3 separate regions of the Mus musculus genome follow, and all the other regions are linked to region 1. A link is a contact called in public promoter capture Hi-C data. All regions are on one chromosome and are shown on one strand. Each heading gives the region's core, a stretch centred on a gene start, on an enhancer-like site or on the middle of the called end of the contact. The rest is flanking DNA. Distances are from core to core; before and after follow the strand shown.

What was found. Promoter capture Hi-C pulls out the DNA fragments that hold promoters and counts their contacts.
Region 2: a contact with region 1 is called in a promoter capture Hi-C map of cranial neural crest. The contact joins two enhancer-like sites. A contact is called at or near these places in 1 of 39 promoter capture datasets (cranial neural crest) and 1 of 9 other capture datasets (embryonic trunk).
Region 3: a contact with region 1 is called in a promoter capture Hi-C map of the 3T3-L1 cell line, with 6 times the contacts expected there. The contact joins two enhancer-like sites. A contact is called at or near these places in 2 of 39 promoter capture datasets (the 3T3-L1 cell line and cranial neural crest), 1 of 484 Hi-C or Micro-C datasets (cerebral cortex) and 1 of 115 datasets of contacts at active chromatin or transcription factors (embryonic stem cells).

Annotation. Positions count from the first base shown.
Region 1 is chr6:117,278,117-117,280,816 of GRCm38.p6, reverse strand. No RefSeq gene overlaps it. Among named protein-coding and RNA genes, the nearest start is that of Cxcl12, 110 kb to the right of the region's middle. RefSeq lists an enhancer at 408-1,608. Within about 2 kb of position 1,311, at least 33 of the 459 cell types and tissues checked have an H3K27ac peak or open chromatin away from gene starts, as enhancers often do.
Region 2 is chr6:117,714,473-117,717,172 of GRCm38.p6, reverse strand. All of the region lies in intron 2 of 1700030F04Rik (RIKEN cDNA 1700030F04 gene), which reads left to right. Among named protein-coding and RNA genes, the nearest start is that of 1700030F04Rik, 36 kb to the left of the region's middle. Within about 2 kb of position 1,277, at least 5 of the 459 cell types and tissues checked have an H3K27ac peak or open chromatin away from gene starts, as enhancers often do.
Region 3 is chr6:116,766,998-116,769,697 of GRCm38.p6, reverse strand. No RefSeq gene overlaps it. Among named protein-coding and RNA genes, the nearest start is that of Gm36788, 6.9 kb to the left of the region's middle. Within about 2 kb of position 1,382, at least 14 of the 459 cell types and tissues checked have an H3K27ac peak or open chromatin away from gene starts, as enhancers often do.

The DNA of each region.
Region 1 (2,700 bases), core at 62-2,561:
GGACATAGACACTGGCAAGATGTGCTCTAAGGAGACTTCCATGGCCTCAAGATCTAAGCTCAGGACTAGAGACACTCTATAGCCCAGGTTGCAAGGTGGCCCGAGGAAAGTGAAGAGCCTGAAGAGGCAAAAGGAAGATGGAGGGATGTGTTTGGAATGTTTAAAAAAGGGCTCAAGATTACTGTAAAATGAGAGACCTCAGAAGATGCAGATGGGGAAAGAGTGTATACAGTCAGTGCCAAGGGATGAAGCTTGGGCATCAATTGCCAACCTATTTTAGTGATCATTCTTGTAATTGTGTGTGTGTGTGTGTGTGTGTGTGTGTGTGTGTGTGTGTGTCCCAGCATCCTGCTTCTGGAATGGGAATTAGGTGAGAAGCGGGCAGGAAAGTGAATCCGGAGCTGGAGGATCGAATTTCTCAGAGGTTCCTGTAGCTGCTTTCTAGACACACGGTCCCATTTGGACAGGGAGTGCGTCCCTGGCGCTTGCTGCACACCTGCCAAGGCGGGAAGAACAGGCTCCAGGCAGGACCCAATCAGTTGAGTGAAATAATTGAGCTTGGGTTAGATTAGATCCAGCCACACATCTCATACTTAGCGCTAATTATTCACAGAGGCCGAGGCTGGCTCGGGAGCTGGACTGTGTTACCTTGTGCTTTGTGGCCACTGACAGCTCAGGATGAACTGGCCTGAAGTATTAATAGCCATGGGCTCTAGCTTTGTTTCGTCTGGAGTGGCATGTCACACAGATCTGCTACTGCTCAGAAAGACAGCTTCTCCCTGCTCTGTACGCGGTGGAGGGGGAGCTCACAGGGTCCTTTGTTCCCAGTTTCCATCAGGCGGTAAGAAGGGACGGTCTGAAGCCAAGTCTTGTTCATTCATTCTTCTAGGAGCAGGGTGCACGCCAGGCATCTGGCCACTTTGGGCTCTTGGGATTCTCCACACTATCTGGAAATTTCTAGGGAATGGGGGTGGCACTGACAAAGGAGGGAGGATGCAGAGATGCTATGGTTTGTTATCTAGGGCTGGGTTCACAGTTCTGGGAGGGGGAAACAGCCTAGCATCACGAGTTTCCCTTCCTACTGTGAAATGGCTTAAATGAAGCCACGGCAGTCAAGCCGAGGATGGGAGGTCCCTGCCTTTCTTCTCACTCATCATGCTGGTCTCAGGTCACATCCCATGTACAACAACAGCACAAGTAGGGACAGTCAGTGGCAGAAAAGCAAGGCAGCCACAGAAGGCTAGCCAGATGGTAAGCTCAGCTCTCAGTGGGCAGCTGAGGACAAATCAGAACCAGAGAAGATGCTGGGAAGACTTTGGAATGAACCAGGAAGCAGCAAGGCTCCAGGGAATGGGCTGGTTAGTTGGCAATGTGGCTTGTCACCTCCCACAGAAGAGGGACAGGAGCCAGTGGTGACCACAGCATAACTGAGAATGTGACAAAAGCCCAAATGAGCCCCCTGTCTTTGAGTCCAGGAAGGCAGAAAGCAATGCTGTTGGAATTTTCTTGAATGTTGCAATGCTGCATTTTCTCACTGTCAACAACTGATTTCCTAAAATTTCAGACAGCGCATGAGTTAGTATTCAAACCATTGCATTTTTCCAGTCAGTAAGTATATGTGATAGCACTTTATGGGCTAGGGGCCTGGAAGCAGCTAGGTTGAGTGGCCATGGGTCAGAGCCCATACCGAGGTCGCAGAAGGCATGGCAGCTGAGGTTGGATCATCTGCAGACTGAGCAGGGCCTACAGAACTTGTTTTTAGGAAGCTTCTCGTGTGGCTTTTGGGTAGAGCTGGACAAGGTGGTACCTGTGTGGGCCTCTGCAGAAGGATGCTTGGATACCCTCCATGTATGGCAGCTAGTCTTCTCTAGAGCTGGCGATCCTGATGACTTATTGTGGCAGACAGAATTCCAAGATAACCCTGTATACTCCAGGAGATACTATTTTGTAGACAGCCTTTTAACACACGTTAGAGAGTTTGAAGGTAGAAACGCTAATTCAATAAACAAAGTTCATGTCGTGGATGGGGCTCGGTTCTCAAGGTCTCAAGAACAGGTTCTAAGAGCTGAGAGTTCTTGAAGCTGTCAGTCTGTAACTCTAGGACCCAAAGCTAGACACAGCCTCACAAGCCCTAGGAGGGAGGGATCAGTCCTAGCCAGCACCTTGCTCTCAGTTTTGTAATTCTCTGGGTAGGAGACTCGGTCATGTGGTGCCTAGATTTCTGGCTCTCAGAACTGTAAGATAATCCCTAAGTGTTGTCTGGGGTAAGCTCATGGCAATTCAGTATACAGCAGTTCCTCTCTGTCTAGGGTTGAACCCATTATTCCATCTTTCTTTAATCTGACTAAAGTGTGATACTAAGTCTATCCACATTTATCGGGAGGGATCTACCATTTGAAAGGAATTTCCTGAAATTTGTGGACCCATTTTGAACCAGCACATTCCAGCAATGGATGTCCTGGGGCCGTGTGGATATTCCAAGGCAGAGAGGCCAGAGGCTGATGCTTTTAACATCCAGAGCTAATTTACAGGTGTCAACTAAACAGACTTAGGTTAGGCAAGTGAGAGTTCCCTTTTAGGAAATGACCATCCAGAGTGGGAGGTTGCTGCTCTCTCTAACCCCCTTTGATGTTCTCTGTGAGTAGAACTGTAGGACTAGAATGACGGCGGAGCAATCCCCATCTTCAATTGGTAAGTTAC
Region 2 (2,700 bases), core at 28-2,527, 440 kb before region 1:
GCCTAAACAATTCCATTTCAAAATCACTTGCAGAAGACGTGTCCACGATCTTCTTTTTATGGCGACTGGGTATTCACGTCATCTCCTACCTCTCCTTTACCCTGTGTCGGCAATCTCTACAGTTAGACGTCCAGATTTAGCCAGAAGTCTAAAAAGGGTCGGGGGAAAGGTTGAGAGCAGCTTTTTCATATTATATACACAGGACTTCTACGGCGACAGCGTTTCCGAATGGCCGCCTGCGGTTGTCGCGTCTCGGCTTCTCTCGGGTGGAGGGAAGACCCGCGGCCCAAGAATCGATCGTTCCTCTCGCCGTGATTCGGGGCCCCGCTCACCTTCGTCCAGGCCCATCGAGGCCTCGGTTCATCCAGGTCTGCGTGCTCGGCCACGGGTGGGCCTCCCGTCCCGAGCCGGCGATGGCAGAGTGTTCTTGCTCAGACCCGCCGCCTTAGGCCGCAGAAGCCCCGAAGGCCCAGCCTTGGCCTTCAGGTGGATGCCATTCTTCCCGTCATGCCACGCTCGCCGCCACTTTCGAGGCGTCCTCGAAGGCCTGGCTGGGACTCCTCGGTGGGCCCGGCCCTGGAGAGAGGGCGCCGGTGGAGTCGGGGAGGCCGCCGCCATGCAGGCGCATCGTTGGCAGGGCAAGAGTCGCTGCGGAATGGCCGCGTGGCCTAGCCGGTGGCTGCCTCGAGGGCGAGGGCTCCTGGCGTCCGCAGAGTAGGGACCGAGGCTGCTCCCGGGCCCCTCGGGCTCACCCGGAGCGGGCCGAGGCCGTGAGGGGCCCGGGGCGAAGAAGGCCACACTCCCGAGCTCGCTGCGCTCTCTGCCGGAACTATCTGTTTAGTTTTGATGGACAGGAAGGAGTACCAGGGAAGTCATTTGACTGGCCATCAGTTCAAAGTATGACTCAATGTTTCTTCAAGTATGCTTGTAATTATCCTCTGCACATCTGTATCATCTTAGGATATGCTACATGATGTTGCCCATTGTCTGCACACTCACTTTCTTATAATCCTCTTCAAGGAGAACATCCCGTTTTACACATTAGGAAGCTGTGCTAGAGGATGCTGCCCCAGGCAAAAGAAACCGTCCTGTGAAAGTGGCTCTGGACTTACAGCCAGGGCGTTCTTCATCCATTAGTGGCTGCAGGAAGACTGTTTCATTCCTCGGTTGGGTTCACATCCAGAGCTTTGTCCCAGTTAACTCAGTTCTCTTGCCTGACACTGACCAGGCCACCATCTCGGCCAGGGCATCTAGCTGCCTGGCAGGTCATCACTCACATGTACACTGAGTAATAAGGTTGGAGAATCTCCAGACCTGGGATGGAGGGATCCTGTGACCAGCATCCATACCTCTGCTGCCAGCCTTGGACTTAAGGATCCAGAGGAGAAATGCATTTACAACTGGGTCTCTATGGCCAGGTTCAGCCTCCTGGATGCCCTGGGTATGGAGAGGACCCTGTGCCTGGAGTCACAGAAGGAAGACTGTTATAGTAATGTAAGCTCAGTGGAAAAAGTTCCAACCTTAGTGAGTGTAGCATCAGTGATCTCCGAAGTATAAACAGATGCCTGCTCCCATACCTCCATGCTTCCACCCATCCCCTCCCCCCTGCAAGGCTCCCCATGCTCTTTGCTCCCCTTACATCCCCTTCCCCAGAGTTTGGTTTAATTGGTCTGGATGGGACCCAGGCACCTGGACTCCTGCGAGTACTCCTGGCACAAAGGCTCTGAGCCTTAATTATCTAAGTGAAATGATGTTTTTACTTACATATAAGTGGAGAAAGCACTTCCCTGAATTCAGAAGTCTCTGTCTCCCTGCTGAGTTTGTCTCCTGGCTCATCCACGTCTTGGAGCAGTTCATTCAAAATTGTTCGGACAAGAGCCATCTTGTTTTAACACATGGCTTTCTCTTATTAACTGTACAACAAAGGCACCGTTTTCCAGATGTCGAGACTTTTCTTTACAGTTTTTCATCTGTCATGAAAGAAGACATCTTGGCCAGATGCCTCTAGCCACTGAGAAGGATTTGTACTGCAGCCCTGGTGAGGCTGTTGCCCTGGACTGAAGCCTTGGCCTTGGGGCCATGGAGCTGAAGCCTTTTTGGGAAAGCCCAGGCTGCATGCCATGGCCACCTTTCTGTGGCTGTGTGGATGATTCAGGTCCTGTTGACAAAGACAGCATGGATGCCGGGTTGCAGGTCTATGTACAGATGGAACATGAAAGTCTTAGCTCCTTCAGATGCAGAACGGACAGGGAAGCCCCTCAGTCCCCTTCACTGTGTCGACACTGGCTCTTCGGGAAATGTCAAGGCCTTAATTTAGGCATTATAGCCACTCTCCTGGCCCTACAACCCAAATATGGATAAAGATCAGGTCTGACTGAGGTCCCTGCCCCAGTTAATGACACTAAGGATCAGGTACCAGGCTGGTACTTGTGGTGGTTTGAATAGGTATGGTCCCCATAGACTTACATGTTTAAATGCTTGGATGGGGAGTGACACTATTAGGAGGTTTAGCCTTGTTGGAGGCATGCTCTGAGGTCGCCTATGCTGAAGCTGCACACAGTTACAGCCTCCTTCTGCCTGCCTGTGGACCAAGATGTAGAACTCTCAGCTCCTCCAGCACCATGTCTGCCTGCATGCTGCCATGCTTCCTGCCCTGATGATGATGGTCTGAACCTCTGAAACTATGAGCCAGCTCTAATT
Region 3 (2,700 bases), core at 133-2,632, 510 kb after region 1:
ATAATACAAGTGGCTTTGACTGTGCTTTGCCCCTTGAGGGTCAGTCCTTGTCCCTGATAAAAGGCTGCGCCAAGAAGAAGGCAATGCCCAGAAGAAACACGGAGAGCTGATCGCTGCAGGTAGTGGATGGTGCGCATTTGCACTGCAGGGGTTCTCATGAGAAGCCAGTTGTTAAGTTCATCACCCTGCCAACGTAGAAACTTATGCCAGCTACCCATGTGTCTATCTCTCCCTCAGCTAGAGAAACAACCCTTCTTTTTTTTTCAAGAGCAGAAAAACCAGTCTACCTTTCTGATGTCACAAATCTGGAGTGCTGAGGAGCCAAAGAACCATCTCACTGCCAAGGCAGCCGGGTTTGAAACCCTACTCAATGTGTACAAGTTACGGGGAATGTGGAGGGAGATATAGCTTTCCTGCACACACCTGACACCCGCAGCTGTCTTCTGCAGCCTGTGCCTGGGGACCGAGTATCTAACACCTTCATCAGAGGCAGGTGTGGCTCATTGTTTTGTTTTGTTTGTGCTTTCCACCCCACATCCCATTTCAGGATGTTAGGATTTGAAACTATCAAGTAACATCAACAAACTATATGTGTTTTGGAGACAAAGGAAGTGATGAGCCCTGGACTTCTAAGTTTACTGGTATTTGGTTCCCGTTTCCTCCAACTCCTGCCAGGTCCATCCCTTCTTCCCATGGCTCATTTCCCTGATCCATCAAATCATGAAGATGCTCTCTCTAAGGCACAGATTGGCCTCCACAAGCTAAAGGAAATGCTGTCACTGTGTGCACCTTTAGCCTCATGTACATGCGTAGCTCCCACAGGCTCTCTTAGTTCCGTGCTGTATCTACTGACATTCCTCCCTTCTAAGTAAGCAGTGCGTTCTCTGAAGACCTTTAGATACTTACTCAATCTTAGCATTATGCCTGGTGGTTACTCTATTCTGAGACAGCAAAGGAACCAGACTATAAATAGGTCAGATCCCAGCCCTCACCTCACTGGCTTCTCAGGGCAGGAGCTACAAACCCTCTGTGGCTGTGAGCTGCTTTTGAGTCTGCAGGGAGCCCTTAGGTAGCAGCTCACACAGAGAACACTTGTTAGGGCCTTGGGTCTGATCCTGGCCCTGTGGACTCTCCCATTATGAATATCTATAAATGCTTACCAACATGCCTCAGCTGCTCTTACAGCATGCGTTGGTGTGCTTTCAAGGGGTTGGCCTGCACCCCAGCTCCTAAGGTCGGCTCTTACTAGCTTGAGATAAGTGCAGACTCTCAGCCTGTTTAGCACAGACATTGACTGCGAAACATACTTGACCCAAGCCAGTCCTTGCTTCGGTAGGCCGCTGTTGTCAGGGTTTGGAGGAAACCTGTGTACCCCACATTTGATCCCATCAAGTAGAGCCAAGACTTATGGGTGGCCTAAGAAGATCTCACTTTTTCTGCATTGTTTGATGTGAGGCTAGAACAGCAGCAGGCAGCTGGTTGACTAAGTGGGAAAAGAGTCTGAAAACAAAGCCAAACTGTAGAGAAGACAGCCAGAAAACTAGTGACCGTCCAAATCCAGCCAGTCTTTGCACATCTTTATTTCCAAGTTGCTGTGACTTCTGTTCTCTGTTTACTTGCAACGAAAAGCTGTGAGGAGTGTCTCATCCCACAGTCCAAGAAGCAAAGCTGTGGAGCAACCGGGATAAGCTTAGAAGTCGCCAGGGTTGTAAGGAACTTGCAAGAATTAGCATTAGAGGGAGGAAGCAAAGGGAAAGCCCAAGGATGAACCAGAGCACGCCGGGCCTCTGCCGCCCCCTAGTGGACACTGCTGCCGCCACAGATCCTGCGGCCCTAGCTCAAAAGTTGACCAAAGCCCGGTTCTTCACCGGTGCCTCGACATTCCAGACCTAGATCCTAAGGAATTAGTTACCCAAGTGGAGTGCTCCTTCTTTGTACAGTAGGAAAAATAACATCCCCTGTTATCTGTAAGACTGTAATTAGATGAAATAGTCAAGATGAGGTTAACGGGACCTGCCCATATGAAATAACAAAAGGGGGGAAAATGAATTGCTGACGAAAGAAGTTTTGAAAAGTAGCACAGACAAAGAGCCGCGTGATTGATCCACGTCACTGACCGGAGAGGATCCAGGCCATGCCTTTGAAAGTGTGACTGAGGAAGCATATGGCTGCGCAAGTCAGAGCGCCCACCTAAGCCCAGGCTAGGAACCTGGACAGAGGGAGCATTGCATGCACTGGAGATGCAGAAGCTCCTGTAAGCCCCAGAACGATCCATAGATGCAAATGAGGAGATGACCAGGAGAGCCACTGGAGAGGACTGGAGGGAAAGAGACACAGAAAGCCAGGGCAGGTCCTGGCCACTAGCAGGGTCACTGAACCATCAGAAACCCTCGTTTCAGGCAAGGCCGTTAGTAGTTACAGTAAAACGCAGGTCCCCTAAGGCGGTGGTTCTCAACCTTCCTAATGCTCTAACCCTTTAATACAGTTCCTCATGTTGTTGTTACTTCATAACTATAATTGTGCTACTGTTATGATCATGATGTAAATATCTGATATGCGACCCCTGTGAATGGGGTCACTGTGAAAGTGGGTCACGACCCAGAGGTTGAGAACTGATTCCCTAAGAACTCATACAGGCAGAACCTAGATAGAGCCATCTTGTCTGTAGCCAGGATGAGAGTGAAGCTCAACAGCAAGCTC